Linked DNA regions of Hordeum vulgare: region 2 is linked to region 1. A link is a contact called in public Hi-C data. All regions are on one chromosome and are shown on one strand. Each heading gives the region's core, a stretch centred on a gene start, on an enhancer-like site or on the middle of the called end of the contact. The rest is flanking DNA. Distances are from core to core; before and after follow the strand shown. Region 1 holds the start of LOC123428150 (ethylene-responsive transcription factor ERF008-like). Region 2 holds the start of LOC123431042.

Region 1 (3,607 bases), core at 1,078-3,577:
GGACACAACAATGCGTATGAGTAGTTTCACCCACCATCTATTTTCTTTAGAGCAATACACTACTAATAGACATTTTTGTACTCTCTTGCGTTTCTTAACTCAAAAGAAATGTGCGCATGTGTTTTGCTTATAAGTAGCATACTTGTTATCATACCCGAAGGAACCGAGTGAAAGGAAAACCCATGGCATGGCGTGGAAAATTTTCTTCCTTCAAAATGTGCCAACACGTTCGCTTATTCTTAAATCCCAACTGCTACAAGATTGAGCATCAACAATGGTATCCATACCAAAGTTGGAGGCAACAATTTTGAACCAGGAAATAGAGATATTTAGATATATGTCCTCCAATATGGAATATCATGACAAGACTCCTAGCCTCCTAGGCACCATGGGCCTTGTCATCAACATCCCTATAACTATTGTAGGTCATGTCATCAACTTATAGACTTAAGTCCTGGCATCGATCGATTAGGTTGGCCGACTTATGACATGAGCATCGCTTAAGTCGATCAAGTTGCGACTATGTAGCATGAGAGAGGAGTGAACCTCAAAGGAGTGGCTTGCATCAATGACCATTTGTAGGTCTAGTGAAAGAAGGATACGTGCTTGATTGGGAGCGTGTGAATTGTGAAGAGAACGTAGGAGACAAAAAAAGAGGTAAGGGGACATCCAATTTCCCCCCTCTTTCGTGTAAGGTGATAGCCAAATCATAATTAAGGGCCATATCAAGATTAAAAATGCAATGACTATCAAACAAACAAGTTTTGTTGTGAAAAACAATTTAAATCATGGACCATTGGACCTGGTTATGGGTGGATAGGATCAATCGTGTCAAAATAAAGTGGTGCTTTTAATGTTGGTTCAATCATTGTTGCAAGAGCTTGGTATTATATTTAACCTAAAGCAGCAATATTACGGCGTGATAATCTTGGTGAAACTTATCAGTGAGTCAATCTTGTGTTTCATGCAAGAACTAAACATATTGAAGTGGATGGCCACTTTGTCACAAAAAGAGTAGCAAACAAGTTCCTCAACATTCATTTTATAACCACAAGAGATCAAGTTGCACATGGGTTTACAAAACCATTGACAGTACGGCAACATGAAGCATTTAGTCGCATTCTCAACATAGATAAGTTATGATTGACAGTGGATGTTCAGATACTTTGTATAGTTTGTATTTCGTACATGTGATTGTTGTGTAATCCTGGCAATTGGTTTGTGTATGATATGTATGTGTCTCATGTATAGTTATCAGAAAAGCCAAGTCGAGATCAAAACCGACCCAGAACCCATGTAATCTTCCACAAACGAGTCCCTGCTGATCGATATACAACAAGCTCTTCCATCTAGTTTTACATATATAAATAGTCAATTCGATACTTGCTCTCCAAATATGTGAGCGCACTTGTGATACTCTCACAGCAAAGGAGCACACTGTTTTGGCAGTTAAAGAAATTATAGTACCTTGTGGCCGTTGATGTAACTATTAGGATTTATTTTCCTTTTCTCTTCTTAGGATGATTTTACTAGGAGTTCTAGTTTGGTTTCCAAAGTTTAGGCCACACAATTTTACTTGTGGCCGATATGAGCACTAGTCGCCAATCCATTTGCTTGATGTGATTGTCCTAAGCGACTTTGCATGTCACATGAAAAAAATGGCATATCATGTGCATCACATGATGAAGAAAACGTAAGGACGATCTTTTTCGTTTCCTCTTGCGCGGGTAAGGATAATCTTTTTCATTGCCTAGTCATATGTCTATTTTGTAAGACATGTAGTAGTACATTTCTTCTAGAATTTGCCACTTATTGTATACTCAAGCGATCACTTGTTGACCCCGAAAATGTGAACGGAACTTGGACAGGAAGAAACCGGAGCGGCAACGGAGGTCAACAAAATTACAGCGTGGCGACAAGTGCGCACGAGGGTTGGTGAGCAACAGAGAAGGGTACATGGATTGTGACGTTGCGGTCATCTTATCATCGTAGTATAATATAAACTTACCTTACCACAAGAAAGAACAGTTCGTGTTTTTTCTCCTGCCTGGACCAGCAGCAACAACGATGGTGTTGTTTCCACAGCCAGAGCAAGGAATTGCACGCCAAATACAAATTCCAATCCTACAAGGTTGACGCTAGCTGTACCCAAGTACGAGTACAATACAAATACAACCGGCCGACGTTGTTGCTACGTATGGAGTACTGGTCCAAATACGTACGTGGGGATGGATATGCATGGACCTGTGGGGTGTCGTGTCCGGACGCAAGTTAGACGGTGGACCTAGCGATTTCCTTTGGGGTGCGGCTGGCTCGGCTTGGCTTGGCTTGGAACGGGTCAGGCCAGGCTCCCTTCCAAACAGCACAGTAGAGTACACTGCTGCTGCCGTCGATGTCCTCTTCCCTTCTCTCCCTCCCGAGCGGAGCTGCGCTCCAGTTTATGATTATCCCAACCAAACTCTAATCATACCCCCCACCCACAAAATCCCAATACAAATACCGCCCAGCAAATAGATAGCCGGGACTGGAGCCACGGCAAGAAAGAGAAGCCAGCTCCGCTGCTCCAACCCAAAAGCTACTCCTCCTTCCGGCACGCGGCAGGGAGGTGAGAGAGAGAGAGAGAGAGACCAGCCGAGGCGGCGGCCGGCCACCATAGCAGCTTAGGTTAGGCAGGCATCTTCCCTCATGCAGCAGGGCGAGTACCGCTCGTCGTCTTCGAGCGAGGGCTCGGCGGGTTCTGCGGCGGCTGCGGCTGCGGCTGCGGCGGCCATGGCGCCCCTGGCGGCTGCGGCCGCGGCGGTGGCGGCCAAGGAGGAGCACAACGTGACGGTGGCCGTGGCGCCGCCCATGCCCATGGCCATGGCGATGCCGCTGCAGCAGCAGCAGCCGCGGAAGCAGTACCGCGGCGTGCGCATGCGCAAGTGGGGCAAGTGGGTGGCGGAGATCCGCGAGCCGCACAAGCGGACGCGCATCTGGCTGGGGTCCTACGCCACGCCCGTCGCCGCCGCGCGCGCCTACGACACGGCCGTCTTCTACCTCCGCGGCAGGTCGGCGCGCCTCAACTTCCCCGACGAGATCTCCGCGCTCGCGCTGTCGTCGCCCGAGGCCGCCGAGGCCGGTGGAGGGGAGATGGCGGGCGAGCTGGCCGACGGCGGCGCGCTGTCGGCGGCTTCGATCCGGAAGAAGGCCATCGAGGTCGGGTCCCGCGTGGACGCGCTCCAGACCGGCATGACCACCATGGTCGCCGCGCCCGCGCACCACCGGGAGCGGCAGCGGCTCCACCACCACCACCACGCGGAGCCGCACGGCGAGGAGCTGCACCGCCACGTGAAGCAGCAGCGGACGGCGTGGAACGGGCGCGCCAAGAACCCGGATCTCAACCAGGCGCCCAGCCCGGACACCTCCGACGCCGAGTGAAGCAGCCGGAAGAAGCGGCGGCTTCCAGTCATCTACAACCAACCAGTCGACCATGCAGCCAGTCTCCGGAGAGCAGCCAGCAGCGTATGTTGATGAAGCAGCACAAGCAACTCAATCCAGTCCACCACCCAACGGTCTCCCTAGCAAGCTCCGCCGCGTCGGCGGGCGAGGTGCCGGTGGTCGGTGGGTC
Region 2 (3,272 bases), core at 614-3,113, 200 kb after region 1:
AGCCTATCCGGGGACCGCGTCCATCCCTGTCCACGACAAAACATGATTTTGTTGCCAAATCAAGATCATTGGACAGCAACCCGCCATCGTGCATATGAAGCACAAATCCGTCAGCTTCAATAACGCCATGGATATCTTCCCGAAGAAATTAAGGACAAGATACTAGTAACATAATGTACGATATCTTTGTACCAACATGTTGATGGATTGGCGGGCAATCGTGCGCCAATAATCTGACCGTGCCATCGCCGCTTTCGGCCCTTGGAGGAGCACGTTGAAACTGAACCGCATGCAGAGGCGCCCGGATGAGATGAGAGGACCAGTGGGATGCACGCGTCGGCTTCAAATGCAAGCCACCGGCGACGGCGTAAAGGTGACATACATGTGTACATTATCAACGCGATTATGTGTCGCCGGGCAGATGAAGATGATGGAGGCGAATCGGCCAAACATGGGCATCATGACCTGCATGCGAGATCATGGTTTTCTTCTTTTCTTTTCTTCTCAGCGGTGGCGGTGCAAGATCGGTTTGCATCCAGTTCCATCCTATCTCTACCTCCAAAGAATTCGCGGCCCTTTCGGCTGCGACGTACTCGAGATGGCTCGTCAACTTGTGGTGTATGCATCATCAGAATCGCGCCTCCTTTTGGAAAAAGAAGAATCTGGACCGAAGAGGAGAAGCGCACATCTCTGAATCTGGACATCTGGTCGAACATAAACGCGCGCACGCGACGTCTTGTTGGTGTAGGAGCAGCGCGCGTGCTGCGTCTGCTCGCCGGCGTCGCGTGCACGCGCGCCTGTCTGCCCCCGGTGCCATCCATCCGCCCCCACCCGGCCGCCCCACCTCGTCTGCAAACGGCAGCAGCGGCGCGTGTACGTACGTCTAATCGCTGATGCGGCAACAGCATCAGCATGCACGCACCACTGATCAGTCCATCCATCCATCCATGACCTATCTCGCCCTGCCTGTCACCGCAGCGTCTCCTGATCAATGGCATGCGCAACACGACGACGCCCTGCACCGCGTAACACGAGCGAGGGGTGCAGGGATCATTTAACACGAACAACAAATGCGATGTTGTCACGGCACGGCAGGGTGCATCTGCTCCGCGCCTTCAGAAGACGCAGGCATGCAGCAGGCAGCAGCGCGTACGATGTGATCCCATGACGATTCCCTCCGAACTGAAGCAGCGCCGTCGGTGGAGTGTCACGGAATCGTATTCTGACGAACCGCTACTCTTCTCTACCAAGAACAGCTGCATCGTTGAGTGGATTTATTTATATTCATATATCTGACTAGTCATATGTCGTAGGTCACACTGCTGGAGCCCGGGTGCTTGGTTTTATTGCACTGTCGACACGCACGGACCGTCCCCGGAAGGAGGATTTATGTGACTTCTTCCTTACAGTACCCCACGATCATATTCGTCTCGTACAAGGGTAGAAGAACACCGTGCACGCAGCTTGTCATGCAGAATTGCAGACAGATGCCGGACCGTCCCTGGGAGCAGGATTGATGACGTCCTTTACTGTACCACCCCTCTTGTCTCGCAGCAATGGGTACAAACAGCTAGGCATACATATGTCGTACATGAGTTTTTTTTATGAGAAATAGTGTTTACCATGAGAAGTTGAGATTTTTTAATTTTTTTATATGATGAGAAGTTGAGGAAGTCCCCAACGACAGAAGTCCGATTGCCCGGCCCATCAAAAGACAGTCCCTAGCCGTCTTGTTGCCGTGGAAGGCTGGGCTGCACGCTGCCATGAAAAGCAAAAGCCCAAATTCTGCCACATCCCCGGCCCACGGCAACGAGGCCCTTTCTTTCTTTCTTCCCATTGCACGGCTTTGCCCAAGCCCAAGTTCGCCGTCTTTCACCGAAACCCTTCTCAAAACCCGAGACCCGCCGGCGGCCGCCGTCCGTCCACGCGCAGCACCACCTCGCCATGGCCCGGCGGCTGCTCCACCTCCGGCCCCGTCTCCAGGCGCTCGCGCCCCGCCTCGTTCCCTCGCGGCCGTACATGGCCGACATGCGCCGCTCCGCGTTCCTCGACCGCCTCCTCCGCTCCCTCCGCTCCGAGATCTCCTCCTGCCGCCCCGAGCCCGCCCCGCAGGTGCCGCCCTCCGTCGCGCCGTTCGCCGTCGACGACCGTCCCGGCGAGCAGTATATCCGCCTGCGCCGCGCGTTCGGGGAGGAGGAGGTCAGGGTGGACGCCTCGATGATCGACGGCGCCGTGGCGCCCACCCGCTCGGGCGTGGCCGCGGAGGACGGCGGGCCACCGGCCAGGATGCACATCAGCGTCCACGTCGAGGTCACCAAGCCCGCGCGGCCTGACTTCGCGCTCAACTTCGAGTGCTCGGCTTGGCCTGAGGAGATGGACGTGGAGAGGGTCTTCCCCGTCCGCCGCACTGGGCCAGCGCCGGAGCAGCAATACATTGGCCGCCAGTTCAGGTGACCCAACCTCGTTTTAGCAGTTTAGAATGCTTATAAGTTGTTTAAATCAAAGAATGTCCATGTTCTCGCGATGCTGCTTTAGCATGTTCAGCTGTTAGCATCAATGATTGATTAAAGAAATTGGACCAGGATTTCTGGCTCGCATATCTCTTGTGCATAATCGTAGCAGTTTCTTGTACTGTATTAAAGAAATTTAGGATGGTTATAACAACTTTTTATAGTATGTACCAAGCATACTTCTTTTTACACAGTCTACGGAAATGAATAACTTTGCACACACAATCCAATGCACATAGCATCAAACTTTTACTTGTGTTATTATCTTTTCAAAGAACTTTTAAGTACAAAAACATATGGAAACATGCTCCCTGTTTACCCACACTAGTGGTGACTATTGGACTGGAAAAGTAATCATGTGATAGATGAAATGCTCGGGCTTGGCGGGTACGGAGCTTTCCTCCAACTTCAGTTCCGTGTTAAGGGAAATTAGATCAAATTTGTTTCTGGATGAATAATGCATGTCTCGTGCACCAGTTGAATTGCTCCAAAACCCCTGGAGAATGACAATGCTGGCTCCTTAGATTCAAACAAGAAAGTGGTGTAATCTAGCACTAGCTAGTTGTAATGTAGCAGTTACAAATTTCTGATACAGTAGGAGCTGAATGACAATGCTGGCTCCTCATCGTTCATTTTGATACAAACAATTATTGGAAAAGGATCTTATATTTCTTGTTTTCTACTGATGCTATTTTGATTTGTTAAAATCCTAACTTGTTTCTTTGACTTACTACATACAGTATAGCATTCAACATTATGATC

The links. A called contact is a pair of places that touch in the nucleus more often than the background predicts.
Region 2: a contact with region 1 is called in a Hi-C map of seedling, with 3 times the contacts expected there. The contact joins the promoter of LOC123431042 here to the promoter of LOC123428150 in region 1. A contact is called at or near these places in 2 of 6 Hi-C or Micro-C datasets (leaf and seedling).

What each region holds. Positions count from the first base shown.
Region 1 is chr2H:635,722,789-635,726,395 of MorexV3_pseudomolecules_assembly, forward strand. It overlaps LOC123428150 (ethylene-responsive transcription factor ERF008-like), which reads left to right and starts at 2,328. Exons shown (of 1, transcript XM_045112314.1): 1 at 2,328-3,607. The coding sequence starts at 2,686. The coding sequence ends at 3,417.
Region 2 is chr2H:635,924,310-635,927,581 of MorexV3_pseudomolecules_assembly, forward strand. It overlaps LOC123431042, which reads left to right and starts at 1,864. Exons shown (of 2, transcript XM_045114858.1): 1 at 1,864-2,450. The coding sequence starts at 1,945.